Regions from separate parts of the Sus scrofa genome. Here all the other regions are linked to region 2. A link is a contact called in public HiChIP or PLAC-seq data. All regions are on one chromosome and are shown on one strand. Each heading gives the region's core, a stretch centred on a gene start, on an enhancer-like site or on the middle of the called end of the contact. The rest is flanking DNA. Distances are from core to core; before and after follow the strand shown. Region 1 overlaps LPP (lipoma-preferred partner). Region 2 overlaps LOC106508008 (a long non-coding RNA gene). Region 3 overlaps LPP (lipoma-preferred partner). Region 4 overlaps LPP (lipoma-preferred partner).

Region 1 (3,419 bases), core at 438-2,937, 590 kb after region 2:
CACTTCACAGTGGTTTTAGAATGAGAGGATTCCAGCCAGATACCATCAAAGGGAGGCCAAACTAGAGAAGTTGATATTGATGCTTTTTCCCATAGTCACTTTTTCATCCTGATGGAGGGGCAACATATAAACCAGGATTTTAAGCCCCTATGAATCAGAGATTCAGAATCTCATCTTTGTAAATCCAGATTTCCACCTTTAGAAATAGATTTACTGAGCTCAATGGGCTCACGCTGTTATTACCCCTTTTCTTGGTCTTGTACAGAAAAAATCTGTTAGAATCAGAGCCATAGAAGAAACTTACTTAGGAGAACTTTTTTTTTTTTTTTTTTTTTTTTTTTAAATAAACACAGCACATTCCACAGACCAGCTATACCAGTCTGTAACATAGCATGTTGTTGAAAGCAGGGTTTTGGAGATCATCTTGTTAATGCTTATTATTTTAGAGCTGGAGGATTTGAGGTCCAGAGAGGGTATATATTTTCTTGGTCACTTAGCCAAATAGAACCACTGTCATTAAATGTGACCCAGAGTGGGAGGTCGGGGGTCTCCTGACTTCCATGCTCACTTCCAGCGGTGTGGGTACTGACTCTTTTGGAAGAGAAATTCTTAATGTCTATGTCCTTTTCTCTGCCGTTTACCTACTCTTCCTAGTATCATCCAACAATCGACAGAGTTTCTTGATTCTTTAATGAAACTTTTCCACTGCAAACACTTTCTGGAAGCAGAATAACTGGGTTTGAATCCAATTTCCAGTATGTACTAGCTGCTATATTACCTTGCATAAGCCACTTGAACTTGTCTAAATCTTGGTTGTTGTATATTCAAGTTAAAAAGAACAAATTGTTCCCTAAGATTTCGCCACCTGAGACTCCATATAACTTCTTGGACATCAAATGGCCTGTCCTGGCTGTTGTCACCCGTTTGTAGCAAATAAAAACCAGTGAGTTAGTAATTGGTTTGTTTCCATTCTCTCCTTTACCTTCTCTTGCAGCCTGGTCTTCCAGTGCTATTGTTTTCCTGTCAGGGCTGATTGTTTCATTTGCAAATGACATTCTGAATCTGAAGTGACAGTGCAATGTGGAGTATGTCTCTATTCAGCCTCACTTCTTTATGGGAGACAATTACTTACTTGAATAGATTGATGCTTCTCTTTTTCTTCTTGGTTTACTGGGATCTGCAGATGTAGTTGGGTTTTTCTTGCCACCACCTGTGTTGCCAGCATGGGGATGGCACCTTTAGCATTGATTTGCATTCACGCTTACTCTGTGCAAGGCAGGTTGGCCTTAATGTGTTGATTCCTAGCCTACCTCCCTTCACTCTACAATTCCTGGTCAATGGGACTCATAGGAGTGAAGACAGTTTTTGTAAGAACTTCATCTTACTCAGCTGGCGGACTTTTAGGAGGAATCACGGGACATGAGAGTTGGGAGGAATGGTAGCCAGCATCTAATCTTCAGTTTACAGATAGGGAGATGCGCTGGGAGATATGCTGAGGTTCAAGACACAAGAGTTCAAAAGACGAAAGTGGTAGAGCCGGTGAGTGGCTGAGCTGAAAATTATGCCCAAGTCCTTTGCATTTCAGTCTAGTGTTTTTTTTTTTTCCAGTATTTCCAACTGTCTCTCAGATAGTCTATATAAAGGTTTGGCATTTCTGTGGAGTTGTTCTCTCATCACCCCTTCCGAGTAATGCCAGCTGTCCATGCAGAGAGTGGGGCACTTAGCCAGTGCAGGGCCAAAGCTGCCTGTAAAGAGAAGTGGAGTGAATGCATTGACATTTTCAGTCCATGGCAGATCCTGTTTGCCCTTCCGGCTCTCATCTGACCTGATGCTTCAGAGGAAGAGTGATTACATTTGCTGTTCAACTAACAATTGTGTGCAATTTTCAGCCTGCCTTATTCTTGAACGTTGTCTTCCCACGCTTCCATCACATGCCACAGCATATTTGCTTCGTAATTACACTGGTAGGGACTTACCTACACCACTTGGAAAAGGTTTGCCTAAAGTACTTATTTACTTGTGCATAATAAATCTTGATTGATACCTTGGTAATCTCTGAGATCAATCTAAGGTTCCCTCCCACAAGAGGGAGGATTGAAGAGTCAGGGCAATGAGTGACAAAAAAAGAAGGGGGAAAAAAAGAGGACTGTACTTCCTCACTGGTGATCTAAGAGGAGAATTATAGATGATTTGGCTGACTTTTACTTGTTTCTAGCTATATATATATAATCAGGAGCTTCCATAGACTCATGAGTTTTGAGTAGAGTTGTTGTTAGCGTTTATCTAGTAACCTAATGACATCTTTTTCAGAGGAGGACACTGTGATCCCAGAGAGAGCAAAGGTTGTACTGTGAGCTCATGGTATAGCTAAGACTGGGAGCTAGGTCTGAATTTAGAAGATCAGGTATCTTTGAGCTGAGTTCCAAGTTGGAGAAAAGGATAATTAGCTGTAACCTATAAGGGGAAGCTCAGTGTAGCATTTTAATACCCCCTTAAGGAAGCAGTTTTGAAATTTTAGGAAGGCACTGATTTTTATATAAAGAGAGAAGATAGTGAAACATCTCTAAAATATAGGAGAATGTTATTTAAATCTCAGTTGTTTAAGTGGACAATCCTAAAGTTTAGTTGGCTATCAACTACATCTGATGTTTAAGTCGCAAAGTATCTCAGCTTCTCAAATCTTCCATCAATAAAATGGTGATGTTAATACCTGCCATGTCCCTCAGTATCATTCATTTATTCAGCAAACATTGACCAAGAGCCAGGTCTTGGGTTAATTGCCAAGGGAGATTTAGGGACTAATGCAACATGATTTAAAGATTAATATAAACACTCTGAGTCAATCATTAGCAACACTTGAATCAGAATACATACATAAAGATTCCCAGGTGAATCTAGTGTGCAGACAGTTTGAAAACCACTTCCTTAAGCTTATAGTACTTGGTGTTAGATAATACCATGCAATGGGTGGTTGGTTGTTTTTAAATTTTGGTAATCTAAGTAAATATTTAAAGAAGAGTACACTGTGGATTTTAGAAAAGAAGCAAAACTTGAGCAAACACTAGTTCATTCTATTTTTGTGGATGACAGTGACTTGTCATTTACATGCCATCTTTAGCAAGGCTTGGTAACTTTTTTTAGTATTAAATGTCACTTTACCTGTAGTCTTATGTATTCCCTCTGGTGAGGAAGGGTCTTGGTTGTCATATGGCCTTTTGCAGTTGTTTGTGTTTGGTTATGTTTGATCAGTTTGGTCAGACTTTTGGCTTTATCAGTTTGTGTGGCTCATGATAGATTTGATGGAACAAAGCAGAGAAGACATTGCGGCAAGTAGCACCCAAGAGCTACGAATGGATATAAAAGCAAAACCTCCTGTTTCTATGTGATGACTTCCTTTGGATTTTGGTCTTTTCCTTTTT
Region 2 (3,671 bases), core at 101-2,600:
CCTTGTGACCCTGAGAAATATGCTGTGATTATTATTCCAATTAGAAAGATGAGGAGACTGGGACCCGGGATGGAAAGGCACCAGCTGGGCTAGTGAGCTGCAGCATGAAGTTCAAGATGCAGTCGTTTAACTTCAGAGTGGTGCCTTTTCCCATGCTGTGGTGTTAATAAATACATTCATTGCTCCCTGTTCTGAGCAAGACCCTGAGCAAGCCCTTCCGCATATGCCCTAATGCCATCCTTGCAATGGCCCTGAGAGGTAAGTGTTGTTGCATTTCAAAAGCAGAAACGTTTTAATTCTGCCCCTACTTTTCTTTTTTCTTCTTTCTTTTTTACATAATGATTTTTTTTATTATAGCTGGTTTACAGTGCTTTGTCAGTTTTCTACTGTACAGCATGAGTGACCCAGTTACACATACATGTATAGATTCTTTTTTCTCACATTATCATGCTCCATCATAAATGACTAGATACAGTTCCCAGTGCTACACAGCAGGGTCTCACTGCTTGTCCATTCCAAAGGCAATAGTCTGCATCTATTAATCCTAAACTCCTAATCCATCCCACTCCCTCCCCCTCCCCCTTGGCAACCAGGAGTCTATTCTCCAAGTCCATGATTTTCTTTTCTGTGGAAAGGTTCATTTGTGCCATATATTAGATTCCAGATAAAAGTGATGTCATATGGTATTTGTCTTTCTCTTTCTGATTTGCTTCACTTAGTATGAGAGTCTCTAGTTCCATCCATGAAATCTTTCCAAATCTTTTCTTTTTTTCCCAAATATTTTATTGTGAAAATGTAAAAATATAAAGAATATTTAAACAAAATTCATATCTACCATTAGATTCTACTACTAATATTAGTTTTCTTTTTGAGGATACTGATGATTCCCTATGAGGCATGCTGGTTTAGGGGTTCATGCTTTACCCACTCTTTTGGCCCTTGGGAACCCCTGAGCCTGGAGTGTTACCTGCACATGAGCATATGCAGCTTTTCTAAAAATGGAAAATCCAAATTCATCTCTTTGCAAAAATCTTCCAGTTCCTCCTGCATTTGGCCAACCTCTCCTGTGTGGTGAAAGTCACCATTTAAATATGAAACCCAGCTCAGTTTCCAAAAATTTAATTGCATTATTAAGAATTAGTTGAAACTGGGCTTTGTCAATCTCTGAGGGGCAAGGCTGGGACTGAAGCTGACCAAACCATCAAGGCTGGCCAGAAATTCATTGCAATTGCTGAAATACTTAATGTAATCTGGGGCTGTGTTGGTTGGCGACACCACCTCCAGTACAGTGAGTACCCGCTGGGTAGGGCATAGTTCTAGGCTCTCTGGGGGAAATACAAATTAGTGGCTAGAGAGAAAGACTGGCTTTACCACGGATCCAGTGACAAGTATGTCAAAGGCCAAAGAAAGATGATCAGGCAAGAGCTGGTAAAAATTCATAGCCAGCCCCACAGCCGCAGGCAGCAAGAGCTGGATTCCCAACATCAGCTTTCTTTGCACTTGTTCAGTCCAGGAGTCAGGTAGGAAAGATCCTGTGTTCAGCCCTGTTGCCTTCCAGATTTGATTAAGGCTCTTAGGAGAGTCATGACCTCAGCCTGGAATGGCAACACAGGAAAAAGACAACAAAAAAGAAAGAGAAGATGACTAAAGCATTTAGTGCAAGAGGAGGGGCGATGGATGGAGTGAAAACTGGGAAGTTTCCACTTGATTTTCAAGGCCACGGGTATAATGAAAGGCCTCATTTTCTTGTGCTATTGTTAAGCCTTTCAAAAGAGTCTCCTCTGCAAGCCTGCCCCCAAACCATAGGTCTAGGATGATTTCTCTCCATGCCTTTTGGCTTGGTTTGCTGATTTATAAAGGGGGAAAGCAACTGCTACCTTACAGGTATTCTTTTGAGGATTAAATGTGGTAAAGCTCAGTAAATGGCTCATTAACATAAATGTATAGAAAATAGACTGTTTGATATCCTATCCAGCTAGCCCAGCCATCTGGTAAAAAGTAGGACCAGACAGTTAGACTCATGTAACAGAAATTTGGAAATCATCTGATCCAACACCTGAATGTGGTAGATGAGAAGGGAGAAAGCAGCAAGTGCTTCCGACCAAGGGTGCAGAGAAAGACAGAGGCTGAGGAGGGCTTTGTGGGTGTGGGGAGGAATGAGAGACAGAGCTTTGCTGAACCCCTTGTGATATAATCTAAACTCATAATGAAGAGAGACATAGGCAGAGTCTGCATTTCAGAAGTCGAGGCTCAGAGTTTCCAAATGGAAGTAGTCTCCCTCAGATCCAAGAGCTAAAAAGCAGATGAGGGAGATTTAAACCCTGGCTGAGTTCAGAGCCCATGCTCTTGACCTTACACCATCTCACCAGGTTTTCTGCTTCCTTGCAAAGACCCATTTTTCAAGGTTTCCGTAGCACCTTCAGAAAAGAGGGGTGGCTTGGGAAGGGGGTTGTTTTTATGTTTTTTAAAGTCTGTGAATCCCTGTGGAACCCTTCTTTACACAGCTCAGTTTTACAATCTAAGATGTCTAAGTCCACAGGCTGCCCCAGGCCTCTTTCATCCCTAACATTCTCGGTGTTTCACACCAAAAAGAAAATGGTCCTCCTTTGCCTCCAAATCCAAGTAGTCCTTACCTACAAAAATGGCTTCTTTAAAATCATCTGCCTATGTTATTTATGGTTATCTGAGGCCCGTGCAAAGAGACTCACCTTCCATTTCCTTCCCCCAGGACCTAGTAGGTGCTAAATACACTTTCTAGTACATTTTTCTTTTCTTTCTTTCTTTTTTTTTTTTTAAGAGATGCACCTGAGGCATGCAGGCTAGGGGTCGAATGGGAGCTGCGGCCACCAGCGTATGCCACAGCCACAGTAATGCGGGTTCCAAGCCGCATCTATGACCTACACTGCAGCTTATGGCAATGATGGATCCTTAACCCACTGCGCAAGGCCAGGGATTGAACCCACATCCTCATGGATACTAGTCCGGTTCGTCAACCACTGAACTATGATGGGAACTCCTCCTTTTTTCTTTTCTTTTTGGCATTTCTCTGACCCATGGCCCCAGTATCTATCCATCTGCATATTCATTATCTATCCAAATAGATTTACATGCATAATTACCAAAATCACACCCCTTATTATACATGGTATTCATGTACATGAAGATACCTGCTTATATTCAGTGGACAGTGATTAAGCCTATTATGTGGCAGGTAACAGGCAAGTTGCTGCAGAAAGTGTCACCAGCTAAAATCTAGACTAGATTGCTAATCATCCAAAAAGTCATGCCATTTCTTACACGACTGATTTTAAAAAAAATGTCTGATGCTCTGAAAGACCAGAGGGCATTGCTGTGAGCTACATTATTCTCATGCTTTGCTGAAAATTTAGCTCAAAAATCCCCATTTCTAAAATGTTACTACTCACTGCTATGAGAAAACATTCATAATACAAGGTAGTGGCCTAGACAAGGGTTTAGATTCACAGGTGGCACATGGACCTTCCTTTTCACTTTTGGAAAAACCTTTAACAGCTCAGAGTCTGTTACCTGCCTGGACCCCTTACATTAGACTGGAATATTATTCACTTGCTCAAATTCAGGTGACCGATGTTAATTTAACACTGTTGGCTGCTGAATCAGTTGCATCAAGGTCTCTAGAAAAGGCAGCCTGT
Region 3 (3,412 bases), core at 896-3,395, 610 kb after region 2:
AAATATAACTATGGTTGGCCAATTTTGAAAACACCTTGGTTTTATCCTTTTTTATTCTATGATAATGCTTTGCTAATTGACACTTTAGGATTATCTTGTTTTATTCCTGTTAAATTATACTATGTTGATAGGTCCTTTTTCTGAATGCAAAACACCTTTCTCGGAGAGAAACGTTACTTGAACTATATCAATATAGAAGAAGAAAGGATTCATTTTTATGGTATCTCTTTAAGAAGGAGGGTTTTGTTTTTTGTTTTTTGTTTTTTGTTTTTTTTTTTTTTGTTTTGTTTTTGGCTTTTTAGGGCCTCAACTGAGTCACATGGACATTACCAGGCTAGGGGTTGGATTGGAGCTGCAGCTACTTTCCTACGCCACAGCTCATGGCAACGCCAGATCCTTAACCCACTGAGTGAGGCCAGGGAGGGAACCCTAGTCCTCATGGATGCTAGTTGGGTTTGTTACTGCTGAGCCATGATGGGAGCTCCCAAAGAAGGAGCATTTTTTTTTATTGAATTAGTATTATAGATAATAATGTAAGTGAACATTATGTAATGAAAACTATAAAGTAAACCAGTGATTTTTATTAATTTAAAAAGTCTTTTTTGTTTTCCAGATTATCAAATGAGGCAGAGAGATTTTAGAGATGTTAGTAATTATATCATTACAGGAAAATAATTAATTGATTTGCTAGGAATTTTATCTTGGGTCCTATTCATCTCTGGGATTCATATTTGAAATTTAGCCAGTCTCTTAAAATTGTGTTTACTCTTGGTCTATGTGTATAACTTTTTCAGGGAGAGGGTCCATATGTCATCAGATCCTCAAAGAGATGCTTAACTCCACTCATTAAGAAAGATAACCTCCCCTGTTTTAGAGGTCACCAGTCTCCCAAGCCATTTATATCAATGTTGGTTAAATGAAAGCCAGCTTTCCCTTTTCCTCTTGCCATATTAGGAGGTAGAGTCTAAAAAGAGAACTGAGAATTTGGTGGTGATGGAAGTGGGGGTTCTAATAATTACATTAAAAAATGCAATGACTGTACAATATAACATGTAGACACAATTATATCACAATATATGGTTTTGATAACATGTTCATATTTGTTTGCACATCTCCTCTGGGCAGTGCATTTATAAGGTGAGGCATAGAGATGGATAAGGCATGGGTTCTTTCCTCTGAGAGGGAGGCCACACAGATATTCATTCACATTTGATTATTGAGGCGATGGAAGTTCTGTGATGAAACTGCTTGTACCCGGTTCTACAGGTACAAAGCAATCAAGGAGATTCCTGAGTCCTTTATACTATAATATGCTTTCTATTGCCTGGCATGTAATTATTACCCATACATTTTTACTTATTCCTCTTATATGTGAATTTAAAATGTCATATTTGTTCTGCTTCCATTAATGCAGTTTTGAATGATGATTCATCAGTGCAGTGGCCTATTTTAGTGAACCACAATAGCTTGGGTAGAAAGAAAAAAAAAAAGATTCAACATACTCAGGAATGGAAAGCAGCCATCTTTTTATAGCTAAAATTGCAAACATCTGGCAATTACTCTATTCTACCTCCCTTCAAAAAAAGAAGAATCGTCCGTTCAACTGTGGAGCCTGCCACTGTGTTTAATCAAGGCAGCTATGCAAGCCTCAAGGAGCGATAGGTTTTGATTCAAGGAGGCCATTGCCTAACCCAGTTGGCCAGACTCTCTTTGGAAAATACACCATTTAATACTGCCCATATGCTACTGTGTTATGTAATGATAATAATGGTAATATGGCAATTAATGGCTGTAGAAAATCCGTATTTGCTTTCCTGCCCTAGCTCATTTGTGGTGTCTTTTATGATAGCTTTTATGTTTTTGCAACTTAACTGTTCAGGTCAAGTTTGCCTCTCTCCATCCTCTGGAGCTTTTCGTATTCCTGAGTCGAAGGTTCAGCTATATCAATGCAAGTCATACTTACTGATTTGATTTTTATTATAAACTGGTCTAGTAAAACGTTGAGGGAACAAATTCATTTCTTTTGAAAGCCTGACAGTGATCTTATAGTCAAAAAACAATCCACTGTGCCTATGATTCCCTCATACCCCACCCTTTTTTCTTATTATGATAATTGCTTGTGAAACTAGTTCTTCCCTCCCTGGCAAAAGTCAGCTCTGCTGGCAGGGGAAGTGAGAATGACGGGTGGTTTGCAATAAGGGCTGAGAGTCAGAACTTCTGCATTTTTCTCTTGGGGCCAATGCCAGCTTTCACTCTGGCCATGACCAATGTACTCACCTTTCTATTCCCCATTTACCTTTCTCTTCCTCTGAGCCACTGAAGGGGATAGGTGGACTTTTCCCTTCCCAGGTTCTGCCAACCTTGCTGTCACTGTTTGCGTTTGGCTCTAGGGTATCTTGGTCAATGATCATTATGTGAAGGGATGGAAAAGATGTAGTTTAAAAAAAAAAAAGTTTCAATGGCATGGCAATTTTCAAAAACAACCTCAAGTACTAAAAATAGGATGTTTTCTGGTGTTATAGTGTTAGCATTTTATGGTACTTGGAAATCATAGGCATGCAGTGGGGGCCATGAGCTTATTATACCCTTGCTTTTTATGCCTTTGGTAGAACTATGTTCAATACCAAAGCCACTGCCTTAGCTTTGATATTATAATTTTACTAAGCTGTCTCTCCTGCCAGTCTTCCCAAAATCCCACTGAATTTTGCAAACATTTCATTAACTTAACTGCAACTTTACAAAAGTTGAGATTGTGATTGGGGGGGGGGGTTCTGTTTAAAAACATATATAAAGGGAAGAAAAGAAGCAAGAACTCCTAATAACCTAAAATGCATATCTTAGTACAACTATTCCATAGAGACCTTGATGGAATAATGGTCTCTGGAATCTCAAAATGTGTGTCTCCCTTTCTCTGTCTGTATCCAGTAAATTACTGATAGTTCTAGCTTTTCTCCCTCATGAGCACATCTTAGAACTTGGACTTGTTATAGGCAATATTGTTGCCCAGTGCTTTTCTCCTTGATGACCTTCCTAAAGTGGAAGAGCCTGTGCCACTTTATGGCTGTGTTGTACTCTTACTTAAGGGCTTAAAAATCCACAAACTTTTTAGAACACAACCTGTGCTATATTGCAGAGGACTTTAAATGTCTCAGTAGTTCTCTACCTTCACGACATGCAAGAATCACCTGGGGAACTTTAAAAAAATGCTGAGACTTGGCCTTCACTCTCAGATAATTCTAATATAATTGGTCTAGGATAGGCACCTTTTCTTTTTTAAAAACATTTTCCAAGTCTTAGAACCACTGAGACAGTCCAATCTCTCCTCTGATACTTGAGTTCCTATCACGTCTAACAAGATGTTTTTCATGCTTTTCTTGAATATTTTTAGTGTGTGAAACTGAAACTGCCCTTT
Region 4 (3,375 bases), core at 499-2,998, 650 kb after region 2:
ATGACATTAACTTTCTCTAGGCTTTAGCTGGAGTTTATGTGGGCAGATTCCTAGTCATTCTGAGTTTTCTTATTCACCAGATTGACCTAAGGAAAGCAATCACACAGGGAGAGTATGAAATCCTACCTCAAACTTCCTAAAATTCATCAATCTGATATCTAATACGGTTTCTTTTCTTAAATGTGGTACCAAGGTGATAGTTGCAAAAGGAAAGTAACTATATGTAACAAACTGAAACTATTTTAAACAATATATTTAAATTTTAAAATGTGGTGAAATATGTTGACATTTTCAGAAGATTGTGGAAAACTCCACAAAATGTGTACCATGAAAGAGCTTTGATGCTTTTCTACATCATGCCCCTATGCTGACTTACTGTCCTTTGAGGTTTCTAGCACTGTGTGCACACTTCCCTTCTTTATGACAACTTGTGGCTAGCACAGTAATGGCCCCAAAGATGTTAACAGCCTAATCTCTGGAAGCTGTGAATATGTCCAATAACATGGCAAAGGGAATAAATTTTGCAAATGGAATTAAAGGCCTTTCGTCCTGAGGGGTCCTTAGAAATGGATGATGGGGCTAGAAGAAATCTTTGGAGTGATACAATTTGAGTAAAAACGCCATAGCCTTTGCTGGCTTTGAACATGGCAGAAGGGGAGCACAAGCCAAGGAATGAGGGTAGCCTTTAGAAGCTGGAAAAGTAAAGACATGGTTTCTCCTTAGAGATCTTGCAAGGAAAGCACACATATTGACACCTTGATTTTAGCCAAGTGGGATTCATGACAGCCTTCTTATTTATAGCAATGTAAGATAATAATAATAAATTTTCAGCGCTTTTCAGTAATTGTTTCTGGTAAGTTTTGCAGCAACAATAGAAAACAAATACATTATTATATTGATATTATTTGTTTATGTGTCTATTCTCTCCTCTAGACAATAAATTTCTCAAAGGCAACAATGTTGTCATATAAAAAAAAAAACCTAAAAACTTAGCACTATTCTACATTAAAGAAATAAAATTTACTGTCGAACCTTGGAGAGGTCTAGTATTTACTCAGTGTGAACACTATATATGACTAGTCCTGCCCTAATTATTAGGCTCTGAATTTTTTTTACTCCCTAGGAACACTGTTTAACCTTACTGAATCTTAAGTTTCTCATCTGTACAAGGAGTTCAAGGGCCAGATCAGGTTTGCCATATTTTTCTGAGAGTCCAAATGGAACTACTCAGTTCTGCCAACTGAACACAAAGGCAGCCATAGGCGATAAGTGAATTAATGACTATAGCTGTTTTCCAATAAAACTTTATTTATAAAACAGGAGATGGTCTGCATTTGGCCATTGTTTGCTGACCCTATACTAGCAGAACCTCCTATTCCATTCTGATTCCTTTCTAATCTGATACTTTTGTGAGTTTATATAGAGTTAGTGCCATTAGTGCCGTTAGTGTCAGCTAAGCCATGGAAGTGTCAGTGGGACTTGGTGAAGTAACTCAAGTAATGAGATGGGTCTGTTTGTAAGAAGAAGCAAGATATTGCCGAATCAAGGGCCAGGAAGGGAACTGCCATCATGTCCCTGGCAAACAGACCTGGGACAAATGCTCTTAAGGATGAGACATAAGGAGAACCTTGAATGCCAAGGCTGAGCTCACTGAACTTGAAACTCAGAGAAGTGGAACTACTGTTGCAGGAATAAAAGGGAGCCATAAATCCTTTGCCCTCTGGAATGAAAGGCCTTCCGAGGCAGCTGGCCAAATGAAGCAGGAGGAGGGGGTGAGGTTTGCACTCAGCTAAATTATGTCTTTGGGCAGCCAGACCAGGTCTGCTAAAATAACAAGGTGCTTGAACTTCTGCCCAGAATACGTCATCAAACTTTGCATTTGGGACAGTCTTCTATCACATGACTTCCTAATCTGAGCAAGGGAAGAAAGCAGAGTGAATGAAATACAAAGAATGAGGTTTTTCTTGGAGTGCCTCCCTGGAGACAAAACTTGACTTTTCAGGAGATTACTTTTTGAATTCTCTGTTCTAATTAAACAAACAAACAAAATATAAGTTCATGGATCTAACAGATTTTGCAGCATCTAATAAGATTTTGGAGGCCTTTTGAAGTTTGCTCATGATGTGAGACTTGCCCATTGCAGGTATTGGGTGTGGGTTTATAGGTAAACATGGGCCAAGAAGAGCCCATCCAGAACTAAGAAAAGGCACAGGGATTTGAGGATGTCCTTGTTTGTCTGACTGCCTGGTTGTGGTGGTTGTTTTGCCTTAGCTATTTTGCTGAGTTTTCGGGACAAAACCAAACTGTTTGATTGCTTCATCACAATAGCTTGTTTAGGTCTTACAAATTGTTCAAGATCAGTTTGTCCATAATAAAAGTGACCTAGTAATATCCCCAGACCCAGTCACAGAAGCACTTGATGTGCCAAGTTAGTGCCACCTCAGGGCTCTTTATGTGGTCCCTCTCCAAGATTTCTAAACATTCCAGAGAAAGCACAATGCTTGTTTATTTGGCTGCTAGGTCTTCATTTTGCTTTTGTTTTAGTTACACTCCTATGCCTCTCTCTCCCTTTCCCTCCCCCTCCCTCTTTCTCTCATTATATATACACTTATTTTTACATTGAGAGCCACTCAGATTTTCCCTTTAAGGAATAATTTAAATTGGTTAGGATTCAACTTATGGTTGTCAAGAATCCATGCATATACCCACTTGGAAGATATTTTCTTACCTCTTCTCCATCTCAACTCTCTGAGGCATGGGAAGAGGTGCTTTGGGACTGGAGTGATGAATTGTACATGGTATGTGCCCTCAAGGAACACTTTGTGCAGGTAAATGGCTACTGTATTCTCAATAAGATGTATGGTGAACATGCCCTAGCAGGGCTCCAGAGGGTGAGAGTTGGGAAGGTTCTTTTGTTGGGGGCAGCCAAGGGAGGCTTTGTAGGGTTGGCAGGTGACCTGGGCCTCTGAGAACAGTTAGGGGTGTGAAATGAAGACGTGGTGGAGAGGAAGGTCCTGATACAGGGAAAATCCTGAGCAAGTTCTTGGAGTCAAGGAAGGTAGTCAGACAGACGACTGGGTAAATGGCTTAGCAAAGTGAGCATTCTGAAGTGGAGAACTTGCAGAGCTTCTGTTTGCAGCAGTGATCTCAAAAAATGCATAATCACCAGAGCACTCTAGGAGGGTATATGGTAGAACTTGTCAGCTTGCTCCATTTTCTCATAAGAAGCCCACCTTGTTTGGGGATTCTGACCGTACAGGAGGAGGTCCTATTGGATCCTGGGAAGCCTGGAGCAGGAGCTTTACCAAGCCTCTAGTATTCCCAACCCATCCTTCTCTAAAATTCCAGCACTGTTGCCATCCACTCAGTTGGCCA

Evidence for each region. HiChIP or PLAC-seq counts read pairs in DNA pulled down with a chosen protein or histone mark.
Region 1: an H3K27ac HiChIP or PLAC-seq map of skeletal muscle shows a contact between it and region 2. The contact joins two enhancer-like sites. A contact is called at or near these places in 4 of 5 promoter capture datasets (fetal liver, fetal skeletal muscle and liver), 2 of 47 Hi-C or Micro-C datasets (embryonic fibroblasts and epiblast stem cells) and 2 of 2 datasets of contacts at active chromatin or transcription factors (alveolar macrophages and skeletal muscle).
Region 3: an H3K27ac HiChIP or PLAC-seq map of alveolar macrophages shows a contact between it and region 2. The contact joins two enhancer-like sites. A contact is called at or near these places in 1 of 5 promoter capture datasets (liver), 2 of 47 Hi-C or Micro-C datasets (embryonic fibroblasts and skeletal muscle) and 1 of 2 datasets of contacts at active chromatin or transcription factors (alveolar macrophages).
Region 4: a contact with region 2 is called in an H3K27ac HiChIP or PLAC-seq map of skeletal muscle. The contact joins two enhancer-like sites. A contact is called at or near these places in 1 of 5 promoter capture datasets (liver) and 2 of 2 datasets of contacts at active chromatin or transcription factors (alveolar macrophages and skeletal muscle).

The regions. Positions count from the first base shown.
Region 1 is chr13:126,003,849-126,007,267 of Sscrofa11.1, forward strand. All of the region lies in intron 2 of LPP (lipoma-preferred partner), which reads left to right. Among named protein-coding and RNA genes, the nearest start is that of LPP, 220 kb to the left of the region's middle. Within about 2 kb of position 1,688, at least 3 of the 83 cell types and tissues checked have an H3K27ac peak or open chromatin away from gene starts, as enhancers often do. A contact at or near this core is called in skeletal muscle, where this site is marked.
Region 2 is chr13:125,418,336-125,422,006 of Sscrofa11.1, forward strand. The region is part of intron 3 of LOC106508008 (a long non-coding RNA gene); the gene reads left to right. Among named protein-coding and RNA genes, the nearest start is that of BCL6, 30 kb to the left of the region's middle. Within about 2 kb of position 1,351, at least 2 of the 83 cell types and tissues checked have an H3K27ac peak or open chromatin away from gene starts, as enhancers often do. A contact at or near this core is called in alveolar macrophages and skeletal muscle, where this site is marked.
Region 3 is chr13:126,027,261-126,030,672 of Sscrofa11.1, forward strand. All of the region lies in intron 3 of LPP (lipoma-preferred partner), which reads left to right. Among named protein-coding and RNA genes, the nearest start is that of LPP, 250 kb to the left of the region's middle. Within about 2 kb of position 2,146, at least 7 of the 83 cell types and tissues checked have an H3K27ac peak or open chromatin away from gene starts, as enhancers often do. A contact at or near this core is called in alveolar macrophages, where this site is marked.
Region 4 is chr13:126,067,308-126,070,682 of Sscrofa11.1, forward strand. The region is part of intron 3 of LPP (lipoma-preferred partner); the gene reads left to right. Among named protein-coding and RNA genes, the nearest start is that of MIR28, 210 kb to the right of the region's middle. Within about 2 kb of position 1,749, at least 10 of the 83 cell types and tissues checked have an H3K27ac peak or open chromatin away from gene starts, as enhancers often do. A contact at or near this core is called in skeletal muscle, where this site is marked.